Linked DNA regions of Mus musculus: region 1 is linked to region 2. The links are chromatin contacts, called in public Hi-C maps. All regions are on one chromosome and are shown on one strand. Each heading gives the region's core, a stretch centred on a gene start, on an enhancer-like site or on the middle of the called end of the contact. The rest is flanking DNA. Distances are from core to core; before and after follow the strand shown.

Region 1 (6,237 bases), core at 748-3,247, 210 kb before region 2:
GAGGAAATAAGGAAACAAAGCTTGAAGAATACAAACTCACTCCTCGGCCTCCTGCTTCTCTCTGGGAGTAAGTTATCACTGAGGACAACAGCATACAAGGGAAACCTGGGGGGTCCTGAAAACATCAAGAACTAGCTGAGCCAGGGTCCGTCCACACTGAGGGTCCAATTGAAACTTAGGACTGGATTTATAACAGTCCCAGCTTGTCCCATTGCATGCTCTCCAGCAGCACAGGGACTTGGGACATCAGCCTAAAGATGCTAGAAGCACATGAACCAGGAGGGTTTGTGGCTACCCACCCAGGGACAGCGGTACTTTAGTCAGAGTTCACCGATGCAGGCTTCCAGCACAGGGGCCCCACTCTAGAGCCCTGCGACCTCCTCCTAGCCCGAGGAACAACTATAGCATGCCCTACTCTGGGCACACAGCTAATGCAGAAGAGAGTAACCAGACTGTGGTGTCCTTTTTCAAAGTAACAGGACGAACTCGGATTCTTTTTCATTTATTACTTACTCTGACTTGTTTATTTTTATACTCTGGCTTGTTCATTTTTATAGCTATGTTTGGTCTCTACCATATTACCCTCTTGCTTCTCCCCACATCGTGCCTTTTCTCCTTTGCTAGAAAAGTTAGGGGGAAAGGGGGGGAGAGAGAGAGAGAGAGAGAAGAAAGAGAAGGAGGGAAAGGAGAGAGAGAGAGAGAGAGAGAGAGAGAGAGAGAGAGAGAGAAGAGAGAGAGAAGGAGGGAAAGGAGAGAGAGAGAGAGAAGAGAGAGAGAAGGAGGGAAAGGAGAGAGAGAGAGAAGAGAGAGAGAAGGAGGGAAAGGAGAGAGAGAGAGAAGAGAGAGAGAAGGAGGGAAAGGAGAGAGAGAGAGAGAGAGAGAGAGAGAGAGAGAGAAGGAAAGGAAGAAGAGAGGCGGAGAAAGAACACAGAGACAGTGTCTGTGTTGGTCCTCTACCCATGCCCATTTGCATGACAATGTGTTGTTCTCAGCTCAGTAGCCTGGGGTTGGACCAGCTTTGCTTTGCTTGACTTCAAACACTGAGATTCTGGTGGGAAGATGATGCTACAAGCCCCAAGCCCATCAGACAGTTGTGAGGCAGGGTTGCAGTTCATCAGTTACACTGTAGCGGTTAGCATGAGGGGAGCATGGATTATAACCTGGCCTCTCTCCCCCAGATACACATTAGGTACAGAGCATCACAGCGGGTCAGTCAGATCTTCAGGTACACAGCCATGACTCAGCACAGCGAACCGTGACTCAGCACATTGATCCATGACTCAGCACACTGAGATTGTAAACTGTAGACCGAAGGGGGTGGGTGCTAATGACTGTAGACAGTTTCCTCTGGCGAGCCTCCCTCCAGGATTTATTTTGGGTTATAGTGATGAGCAAATCAAGGGTGGCATTTTAAGAGGCACAGCGTGGCTGTTTTTAAAAGCCTCATAATTACAAGAAAGACTTGGCAGCGGTGAATGTGCCTCTCTGTCCTCATCCTTAGATTTGTAACTAGATCCCAGTGACATTAGCAAACCTGGAAGCTCGAAGCTATTTCCTTCCACCCCTTCAGCTGGCGTCTAAGCACAGCTGTGCAACAGTCACTCTGCAGTGAGGTGGTAGTGGTGGTTTTCAATGTGAAGTCAGAAGGTGGCATATAGGAAAGGCCTTGGAATTTTTTTTTCCAATTTTCTGCTTCTCTTAGGTAGAATGGCTAGATTTTGGGGTGATGAAACTCAAACAGCACAGCTGTTTTTCTGGTTGTAGAAGTGATATTTTTTAATCTATTCGTGAGTTGTTTTTTTTTAAATAACAGAATTTATAAAATAAAATAAATGATAACATTTAAAAACAAAACTGATGAATGCTGGGTATTTTCACTTCCACCACCCAAGTACCAGAGACAATGACATCTGCTTCATACAGAGTCCTGGGCAAGGGCTCTGGGTGTGGGAAGGAGCCTGGGTCACAGCCCGCCCCCCTCACTGAGGAGATGAGGCACTGGGACAAAGCAACAGTGTAGCTCTCTGCTTCCACTCTGCATGGGAGAGTGGGCTGAAAAGCCTCCTCTCCGGAGATGATTGCCATCAGCGAGCTCAGCACCAGCGAGCACTCAGGAAATGCCCTGTCTTCCCAGGCGCAGGAGAGGGCTGAGGAGTCTCCGTGCATCCTCTACTGAGTATCTAATAACTTCTTTCTTCCTGGCTTCTGCCAGAAATTCATGTTCTCAAGAAGAAACAAAGATATGCCTGCTCTGCCTGCTCAGCAGCTTAAACCTGATGGGCTTTAGCCATTAAGCCATCTCTAGACTCGAGTAATCCCTAAAACGTTTTCTAATTGTTTATTAAAAGAGTCAAATGAAATTAGCATTGATAAGACTAAGCCGGCTCTCCTAGGCTCAGGATAAATTATTTCAAGTCAGCCCAAGCTGATGTCACGAGGGGCTGAGCCCACCTCCTAGCACTCATGAATCTGTAACAATGTTTTCATTGGCACAGACTCAATTCAGTTTTCAGTGCAATCTGAGTTGTGAGGTAGCCACAGTAGGGTGGCTGTCATCCAACCGAGACAGGAGAAATACATACGTTGAACCAGGCTGACCTAAGCAATACACGCCTCAGGTTGGGAAAGGTACAGAGCCAGGATGCAATCTCTGGCTTCCAAACAACAGCTTCCTAGTTTCCCACCCCGTCTGCTCTTGTATTTTAATCTTAGGTAAGGCACTCAGCCAATGGTTCTTAGATTCGGGTTTGTATAAAATGGCATGGGGGAATCTATGACAGAGTAAGCATAAGGCCCATATGCAGAGATACAGAAGCATCATCAATATGGGGTAAAGCTTGTCCACGTGCAAGCCCAGAGCCTGGTCCTTCTGATGAGCATTACAGAAGGAGTAACTGGGTTCCTGGGACTCTCTGTGGTTGGCTAAGGCATGTGCCCAGCCACTGAGAATGGAATTTCCTCCATTCCATTCACGTGCATGGAGGCAGTACGGAGACAGACATACGTGGAGAGCTTCATGGTAAAATCTCCTGGTATGAATGTCATGCCAAAACACATGTCGCCTCACCGGCTCACGTTTATGCCATAAATATGGGCCACAGTCCTGCTGCCTGTCATTTTTCATGTTCCCTTGTGTTCAGGGGTCAGTAAGAATCACACGCCCAAGAGACAAGAAGTGGTGTCCTACCTTAAACACGGACCAGCTGGTATCCGCATGAACCGTTAGAGCAAGTACCAAACCCAGACTCCAGCCAGACCCACTCTATCCATCCATTTTCCTAGACTAATCTCAAATTTCTTTCTCCTAAATGGGCATTTGCTGGGTGACCTTAATACCTTGCCACGATGGCTTCTCCCTGTTCTTGAACCTTCCCGTTCAGACCCTGTGCTTCCTAAACTTGGTCCTAAACTTGAATGCTTTTATTTAAACACGCCCAGGTTCCAAGTCCCAAAGCTAAGCTTTCAGTGTTGCTACAATCTCCTTCGTGTTAAAAATGTACCGTGAAATAGTGAAGGCCGATTCCGGTTAGCGTCCAACTGTGTCTCCTCACTTCTATGTCTGGAGCTTGCCCATGGCTGGCGTGCACACGCCTCGAATAGCTCTGAACGTTTCCTGTTTCTGCAATAAACAGGCACTCCCAACAACACGTCCAGCCCCTCATTAAAAGCCCTCTTACTTCTTGCCTCCCTGCCCCCTCCTGGGTGATAATTGGTTCTAAGCTTGACTGATGTATCTGTTTTGTCCCTGAATCTACAAGGGAAGGATATGGCAGTTGTAATTTTATTTTCCACGCTCGGTAAATGGTTGCTGGATTATATATGAATCCAATATGCCTACAGCTGGGAGATGTGATTAGAATAACCCAGACTCAGAAACCACATGGTCAAACACCCTTATCAGTGTGAGCGACCAGTGCTGAAGTGAAAAAGCAAAACAAAAACAAAACAAAACAAAACAAAAAAAAAACCTAGCCAGCTGAAGTTGACCAGAGGCCCTAAGATGAGCTATATTCATTCACAATTTGATTCTTATCTTCTAAGCAGAATTGCAAATTGCATTTGACATTGTAGCTTTGATATAATAAGCTACCTAGAATAGTCAGCCGTCAAACCCATGTGAGATGTGAGCGAGCTCTGGTGCATCTGTGCCTGTTGACTAGCTCTTCCTTCTCTCTTCTCCCCCTTTAAAGACCCAATGAGTGTGGTGTTCATGATGCTCACTGGTCCACCTGCCTAATCCATAAATTTATATCAGAAGCCTGGATATAGTAGGCACTCCCTCAACGAGACACTGGAAATGCCCTCTGCAGATGATACATCCTTAGACATGCGAATGTCATTGGGGTTCTCTATCTGTAACATTATCTATTTATAATATCTATAACATTATCTATTTATAATTTGTAATTATCTATTTATAATCTATTCAGTCAACTGAATGGTAGCCTCAGCCTAGCTCTGCATACTTGCCACATAATGGGGAATAAAAAGCCAACCACGTTTTAAACCATGGAACTAACATCAGCGAAGGGACACTGATGAGCAAAGAAACAAAGGGAATATTCCAAGATTATAGAAACACTACAGAGAAAAGCAAATCATAATGGGAGAAATGACAGGTGCTGGACTGCCAGCATTAACAGGATGGCTAACACCGAAGAAAATGTTATTATACAAATACCTGGGCCAAGTAGTGCAGAGAGAGCAAAGGTGCAGAGGCCATGAGACAGGGGAAGGTGTGATACTTTTAAGAAACAACAGCAAGAACCTGATGAAGGTCAGAACATGCATGTAGCCAGGAACAGGGGTGCATACATGCCTGCAAGCCCAGTAGGCAGGAAGATCACTGTGCCCATTGGAGGCTAGCCTAGGCTATACAGCAAGTGCAAGACTAACATGGACAGATTGTCTCAAAACAACAAAAACAACCCAGATATCTTAACTATCAGCTAGTGATCTGTCTAACCTGCCTTCTATCGGTGCAACAAACCAACACAGAATTGTTAACTAGAGCAAAGTAAAGACAGGCAGGTAGAACACACTCAGAACTGAAAGAGACGTGTTATTTTTATCACCTAAAATCAATACACGATGATGCAAAGATTAAAATAACCTGGCCTCTATCAGCCAGAGCATGCTGTATTGAAGACTGATCTAATAACAGGTTTATATCTAAAGCTTATGAGGAACTACAACTCAATATCTGAAACTTGAAGTGATAGATTTAAAGTGGGAAAAGGACAGATAGCTACTTAAGGTGATGGGAGTCGCCATTTTTCTAATCTTGTCATGACACTACATATGCACGATCCAATTATCACACAGCACCCGGTTAATAGATCTAATAATTGTGTGGCCATTAGAGACCGGGGGGAATGGCTCACCAATGACTGGCCCAACTTGAGACCCACCCCATGGGAGAGAGCTAACTGCTGACACTATTAATGATCCTCTGCTGTGCTTGCAGACAGGAGCCTAGCATAACTGTCTTCTGAGAGGCTTCATCCAGCAGTGGATGGAGGCAGATGCAGAGACCCACAGCCAAACATTAGGCAGAGTTTGGGGAGTCTTCTGGAAGAGTGGGGGATGGGATTGAAGGAGATGAAGGGGTCAGGCACAAGACTTACAGGTTAACCTGGGCCCATGGTGCTCATGGAGGCTGAACCACCAAAGAGCATGCAGGGGTGGACCTAGGCCCTGTACACATCTGGAGCAAATGTAGGTCCCCTAACAACTGGAGTAGTGTTGTTTCCGACTCTGTTGCCTGCCTTTGTATCCTCTTCCCCTAACTGGACTGGCTGGTCAGGCCTCGGTGGGAAAGGATGTGCTTAGTTGGGCTGTGACTTGATGTCTCAGGTGGGTTGGTACCTATGGGAGTGGGGGGGGGGTTCCCCTTCTCTGAAGAAAAGGGAAATGGGCAATGGGGTGGGGGAGGATTTGTAAGGGTGGGAATGGGAGGAGAAGATAGATGGGGTTCTATCAGAATATAAAGTGAATAAATAAATATATTCATGAGTAAAGAAACTTTATCAAACAGGAAAAGCCATTGAATAGCTACTTACATTTCCCAATAAAGAAGACACAAAGGACAACATCTCCATGAAAATGGGCCCAAAATCACAACAGAGTATCACCTTACACCTGTGAGGACAGACACTGTCACAGGCTGAGCTACTAAGTGCTGGGAATATGTGGAGTTCCAGGACCTTCCATGCTGTTGAGGGATACAAACTGATT
Region 2 (6,612 bases), core at 1,214-3,713:
AGAAGTCCAGGAGGTCTTTTGATATACCAATGAGTCAAGTCATGTGTGTTCCCCACAGTCCCTTCTACCAGATTCCGGGCGTATGGCCGTCTGTTGGCATTCCTCCTGTGCTAATTGTTCTGGGGTTCTTGACTCAGAGTTTAACTAGACCCCACAGGGAAGGGGTCTTTTACCTTCCTTTGTCTTTTTTCTGTCTTCCTTTGTCTGTCTCTCTAGCCTACCCCAGTAGGGCTCTTATGATGTTACCAGAAGCACAATATTATTTTATATAAGAGAAAATCCTGGCCCTCAATTAATTGAAAAATCATAGCCTATATTTTTCTTTTATTTTTGTGTATGGCTGTTTACATACATGTACGTCTGTGCACCCACATGCATACCTGGTCCTAGCAGAGGTTCAGAGCCATCATGTGAAGGCTGGGAATTGAACCTGGGGCCTCTGGAAGAGCAGCGCTCTTAACCACCAAGCCATCTCTGCAGCCCCCAGTTAGCTAATTTTGTTCCAAACCTTTAAAATTAGAGAGATCTGGAGTCAAGTCTAGCTCCATACTTTACTTTCTATTTTTGTTTAGTTAACTTTTGTGTGTCCACTTCTCATGTGTAAGATGAGGATTAAAATCTCTTAAGTCATTTTTTTGTTTTGTTTTTTAAAAAAAAACTCTTAAGTCAAAAGGTTTGTTTTGGGTTAAATAAAAATGATGCAGATTGAAGATGTGTGCATTATCCATGATCATAGTAAAAGTTCACTAGGTGGTAACAGTTATTATCAATACTACCTCTTTTTTTAAAAACCTCATTCACTGTACTCCCGTGTTGTAAAAGAGAATGATAACAGGGTGAGGAGGGAAGGCTTGGAGATTTTGGGGGGGGGAGCAGGGGAGGGGAGGAGGGAGGAGGTTTGGGAATTAGGGGTGGGGTGGAGGTGGTAGTGGAGGTGGTGGTGGAGGAGGTGGGGTAAGGATGGGGTGGAGGGGGGTGGTAGAGGTAGTGGAGGAGTTGGGGGTAGGGGGATGGAGGTCGAAGTGGAAGGGGTGGAGGTAGTGGGGGATTAGGGGTAGGGGGCGGAGGTGATTGCTGCTTAGTAAGTATTAATTACTGTCACATATTTTAAAGGGGTTGAATGTCAAATGTCCCTCCTGGTAGATAAAAACAAATGGCCCTTCTAACCACAGAATGGCGGGGTACGGCCATGACCTTTAGCGAACTGTCCACGTAACGCAAATGTGGTAAAAGATGAGCAAGCTCCTGTCACAACCACTGCTTCCTGCCCCTTGCTCCCAACATTTGCTGGCTAACAAATGCAGGGTTTTCTTGAATCATGTATGTTTTCCGGTCTATGCTGCTTTGGCGTCTCGTGGAAAGATGGGCGCACTCTCCTTAATGTCACGATGCAGGCTGCAGCATTGTTCTATGTTGACTTCTATTCCCCTGTGAGTTGTATTCGGTCCCAGCTCAGCCCACAGCACAATACTGTCCTTGCCTTTTCCGGTTCACCTTGGGCGCTTGGAAATGTTCCGGAGCTCTTGCTGCGCGCATGAGCTCCAGCTATGGGGGCCGAGCGCCCTCTTGTGGCGAGCCTTGCCGGCGAGCCGTGCAACCAGTTCAGTATCAAAAACGTAGGCTGGAAGAGAGGTGGGTTCAGGTTGTGTGAAAAGACTTCTTTTCTGATGGAAACAGCTCCAAGATGAACATCCCTTTGTGTGAATCACGCAGTGCCGTTTGTTTTATGCCCACCCAGCTGTGACAAGCTGGTTCAGGCAGAGTCATCTGCACCGGAAGTCCAACCTCGGCCTCCAGGAACATAGTTCCAGAAACTACAGCTACCTCGGAGCAGCTTTTTCTGTTACAGCTGAGATGGAAGGTGGAGAATTGTAGGTGACATTAAGACAGGAACTCATTTTAGTGCCTGTTTAATAGAAACATTTCATGATTTCATGTGAAATGTATGTGTTATTTATCCATAGAGAGCAGCAGGTATTTTAGAAAATACATACTTTGTCTTTCATGGGTTTCTGAATTCTGACTTTGGTAAGAACTTAAAATCTGTGTTATTGCATTCCAAATGTAATTTGGAATGCGCTACATTAAACTGTCGGCACAGCTTCCCTTACTAAAGGTTTCTCTCTATTATAATTAATTTAACAGAGAGCCTAGCTTTGAAAATAAAGAATAAAGTTCCTTCCCCCCTCCATCTCCCGTGGGGTGCCAAGAATCGCCTTGTAATAGGCTCTCTATTTGCACTTACTGGCTCAGAAAAGGGCCCCATACCCCCAAATCCAATCTTTAAAATGGCAACAGTAATGCCTGCTCTACGGGGCTGTTGTGAAAATCACAGCTAATTTAGTGTGCGGGCTAATTTAAGTTTCTCAATGTTTTTCATTTAAGCTTCGTTCAGCAGTTCTCAACGGGGATGCTGCTGGCTTTGTCAGCAGGGCAGTTTGTACCGCGTGGTGCAGTCTGGGGCGATAGAGGATGTTCAGCATCTGGGGAGTACTCTTGCCCAGACACTGAGAAGCAGGCACCAGCACTGTCCAGGAGGGAGGTAACGGCCCTCGCCTGAGACGTACTGTTTGTCCTGACACCTAGGAGCCAGGCTGAGTGCTGTTCCTTAGACAGTAGGCCTGTGGTAAGGCCCAGTAGAGGCTCACTCAGCTATAGCGATTCTTGTAAGGCAGCTCGGGCCACAGGACTCACCAGTAAACACCAACATTGTCCCTCCAATAGTGCTGTGGCAAGGCTGTGTGGCTGGTCACCCCCTTTGAGACCCTCACTCAGTCAGTGAGAAAGGCTGCCAGCATATACTTTTGGGGTGAAGGGAGGGACAGAGCAAGATTATGTTCACAGGCAGACCCTTCAGATTCCTGGTCCCCGGAAACTGATTTGTTCTGGCTTGTGGCTATCTGAACATGTGGTTCGAAGTCTGTTCAGCCACTTCACAGGCATTTATCCGTGCCTGCTCTGCACAGACCCTGCCCCAAGCTCTTGGCATGTGTGGCTTAACAGTCAAAGTCATTCAAGGCTAGTGAGATTGTCTGCCGTGATCACACACAGGGACAGTGTGGCTCAGAAAACCCAGTTGACTGAGTCCAGCCCATGCTGGTCTCTACTGCCTCCTCATGCTTCCCCAGTGTGGGGCTCAGCTCCTGTGCATGGAGGAGGGGAATGTGATGGTTAGCCCTGCAGCCTTTGTCAGAATGGATATACACGGGACACCACAGGAGCTCACGGGAGACCAGGAACCCCACCCAGACTGCTGGAGTTAAGGGCAGCTTCTGGAAAGAGATCACTCCTAAACTGAATCATGAAGGATGGCTGGGAATGAGTCAGATCTGAAGTTAAGTTCTGAGCAGGAGAGACAGTTCATTCCAAAAGAATGGCATCTCGTGTGCTAGGATTACCCAAAGGCAGAGAGGACAACCGAGAATGCTACCTGTGCCTAACGGGCAGAGAGATTGCTCAGCAGTACAGAACGCTTGCTGCTCTGCAAAAGGACCAAGTTCCAGCACCCCTTCAGATGGCTCACAACCACTTGTAACTCCTGCTTGAAGGGCTCTGAAGCCCCTCTACCCTTCTTGGGTCACTGCACCCATGCAGACATAAAATAATAAAATCAAGTCTTTAAAGATGCCTACCAGAGCAGGTTCCCCCCCACACACACACACACACAAGTAACACACACACACACACACACACACACACACACACAAGTAACACAGATTCTTTCCTTTCAGCCAGGGATAAGTGGTGGCCTTCAGACCCCCAGATCATCTCGGAAGGGCTGTACGCCATTGCGGTTGTCCTCAGCTTCTCCCGGATCGCCTACATCCTGCCAGCCAATGAGAGCTTCGGACCTTTGCAGATCTCCCTGGGAAGAACTGTGAAAGACATCTTCAAGTTCATGGTCATTTTTATCATGGTATTTGTGGCCTTTATGATCGGAATGTTCAACCTGTACTCCTACTACCGAGGTGCAAAGTACAACCCAGCGTTTACCACGTGAGTACCCGCTGCACGCTGCTCCCTCCCAGATGCCATCTCTGGGCATCTGGGGAGTCCCTGTGGACCTCCTTCAGGCAGTTCATTGCAGAACTCAGGCCTCCTTGAGGTTGGTGTGAGTTTTGCTCTCATTGTTTTAAGGTTTAGGTTCTGACATTAGAAGAACAAAGGACTTAAATCCCCCACTTTGCCACTATGTAGCTAAGGCTAGCCTGCAAAGGATGATGCAGATGAGGTTAGCCTTGAACTCAGAGATCTACCTGCCTCTGCCTCCTGAGTACTGACATTAAAAAAACATAAGCCACCCATACCCAGCCCTTTCTGCAGTTTTGAAATGGGGATGGATCCGTTGCTTTTCTGTTACTGTGATAAGCTACCAGGAACAAGAACAAATTAAGGCAGAAACAGTGGGTTTATTTGGGTTTACAGTTTCAAGTTGGAGGGGCGGCCATAATGGCAGGAGAAACGTGGTTTCAGGCAGATGGATCAGTAAACTAAGACATCACATCTTCAACCACGAACAGGAAGTGGAAAAAGAGAAAACTAGAAGGAGGGTGGGGCTGTGGACTCTCAAAGCCCACCCCCAGTGATATACTTCCTTCAGCAGGTAGCTTCCTTCCTACAGCACTGCCTCACACAATGCCACCAACTGTGACCAGCTAAGCCTTTGAAGGGACATTTTTCATTCAAACCATCACAAGGAGTAACAATGACATCATGACAATAGTGCGAGATGGGGTGACCCAGAAAGTACACAATAAAAGGTGGGCGGCCATTATGATTATTACAGCAATACATTCCACCTAGATTACATAGGAACAGAACCTGACAAACCCCATAGGCCAACATGCATGCCGTTAGGTCCAGAGAGCTATAATCCAGGGAAGAAAGATGAGAGGAGGGGTGGGGGCGGAGAGTAAGCAGGCTGAGAGGGAAAAGAGGGACAGGGAAGGTGAACAGAGGCTGCTGCCTACCTGACGTGCACTCTGCGCACAACAGACTTCTCCAAGGAGACAAGATGGAAATGCCCCACCTCAGGATAGCCTGAGACAAAGAGAACTGATCGGTCAGACCTCTCCCATCTGCTGTCTCTCTGCGGTCAGTTACTATCTCTCCTGTAGTCTAAGGAAGCCCTGGGCTGAGTGCTATCTACACCTGGCTGAGCACAAAGCAGGCTCTGCAGCTTCATGGGTCTCTGCAACCAGAGTCAGAGGCCCAGGCAAGGGAAGCAAATTACTGCTAAGGGGGCTCCAGCTAGCCAGAGGCAGCATAGCACAGTGATGCTATACCCTACTTCACAGCCCAAGAAGAAAGAGACAGGTCTCATACAACCTGTGTGCAAAAGATCCAACGCTCCCCCCCCCGCCCCCCCCCCCCCGTGAGGTACAACAAGGTCTCCTAGAGATCACCTGAACTGAATCTAGTAAACAGATATGGCAAAGTTTACACCCTGGCAGGCATTACTAGCTGATAGCCACTAGCCACATCATTGGATATATCCGAGCTTGTGTGTCCACTTTGGTGTCAACACAAAAACCACAGCTCTCATCTTAAAGGGAATAAGAGGTAGATTTCCGGAGCCATTTTCAGTGACCATGGCGCAGGAACACAGATTTAGGTTACCCCAAACTCAGTGTTCCAACACAGAAGCAGTTTCATGACGTTGTATCGTTTTGCAGAATGATCAAAACAAGTCTAAGGTGTATCGGTGTGGGTACATCAAAGAGGCAGGTTTGGTGAGATGGGGTGAGCTTTTCTATGGGCGAGGATGCTGTCTAGCCTCTGGGTTGGCAGAGGCTAGTAGGCTGCTAAGTCAATAGATATTAAAAGGGTTTTTCTATTGTCTTAAGAGATGTTAGTCCTTATGTAAGGATGGGCAAAGAATGGCTGTTCCTGGGGGCTAGAACAAGTCCAAGGTAAGGTAGCCAGCCTTTGGACCAGCAACATTCCAGTCTGTCCACAGAACTGAAATTCTAAGTGCGATCAGTCTCTGCTGACAAAGCTTCGGCCCAGGACTTCTCGTTCATGTCTGCAAAGAGGGAAGGGGGCTGCCCACCTTATAAGCTCACAAGTCCCTCATCCTCCACCACAGCTGAGTGTTTCGTGCAAAGTATCCTGGTGCAAGGTCTCCGGTCTCAGACATTCTCCAGACCCATCAGGTCGAGAACTTCTCTATTAAGCTTTGGTCAGACTCTAGGAAAATGAGTATCCACCCACCCAGGGCAGCAGCTGGGATCAAGAGGGCTAAGAACCCCCCACACACACACACACACACACACACACATGTCCACAGGTGACATCTGTTTTCCAGACACTTCAGATGACTGGTGCTTTGGGTGATCCCCGCTGTCACAAGGCCTCAGCTGGCTCTGCTTCTGGGGAAATCGCTCATCAAGGGGAGAGATGCTATCTAAGAACAAAATGGCTTAACCTCCACGCCATTTACCTCAGAGCTGTGGTGGTGCTGCCTGCTCAGTGGTCAGCCCCCCATGCTGCTGACTTACAGGTGCGAAGTGTCTACAGAGAGCAGATGTGTCAGGTCCAACACTGAGGAACAACAGAAGCCTGAGGGTTGCAGGCTGGGTGGGGGCAGCAGCACCTCAGGGGTCAGACTAG

Evidence for each region. A called contact is a pair of places that touch in the nucleus more often than the background predicts.
Region 1: a Hi-C map of cortical neurons shows a contact between it and region 2, with 4 times the contacts expected there. The contact joins two enhancer-like sites. A contact is called at or near these places in 1 of 15 datasets of contacts at CTCF or cohesin (embryonic stem cells), 6 of 484 Hi-C or Micro-C datasets (cerebral cortex, cortical neurons and embryonic stem cells) and 1 of 115 datasets of contacts at active chromatin or transcription factors (embryonic stem cells).

The regions. Positions count from the first base shown.
Region 1 is chr13:57,012,896-57,019,132 of GRCm38.p6, reverse strand. No RefSeq gene overlaps it. Among named protein-coding and RNA genes, the nearest start is that of Gm33140, 22 kb to the right of the region's middle. Within about 2 kb of position 1,997, at least 34 of the 459 cell types and tissues checked have an H3K27ac peak or open chromatin away from gene starts, as enhancers often do. A contact at or near this core is called in cortical neurons, where this site is marked.
Region 2 is chr13:56,801,897-56,808,508 of GRCm38.p6, reverse strand. It overlaps Trpc7 (transient receptor potential cation channel, subfamily C, member 7), which reads left to right. Exons shown (of 12, transcript NM_012035.3): 7 at 3,732-3,996. Among named protein-coding and RNA genes, the nearest start is that of Gm52066, 39 kb to the right of the region's middle. Within about 2 kb of position 2,463, at least 37 of the 459 cell types and tissues checked have an H3K27ac peak or open chromatin away from gene starts, as enhancers often do. A contact at or near this core is called in cortical neurons, where this site is marked.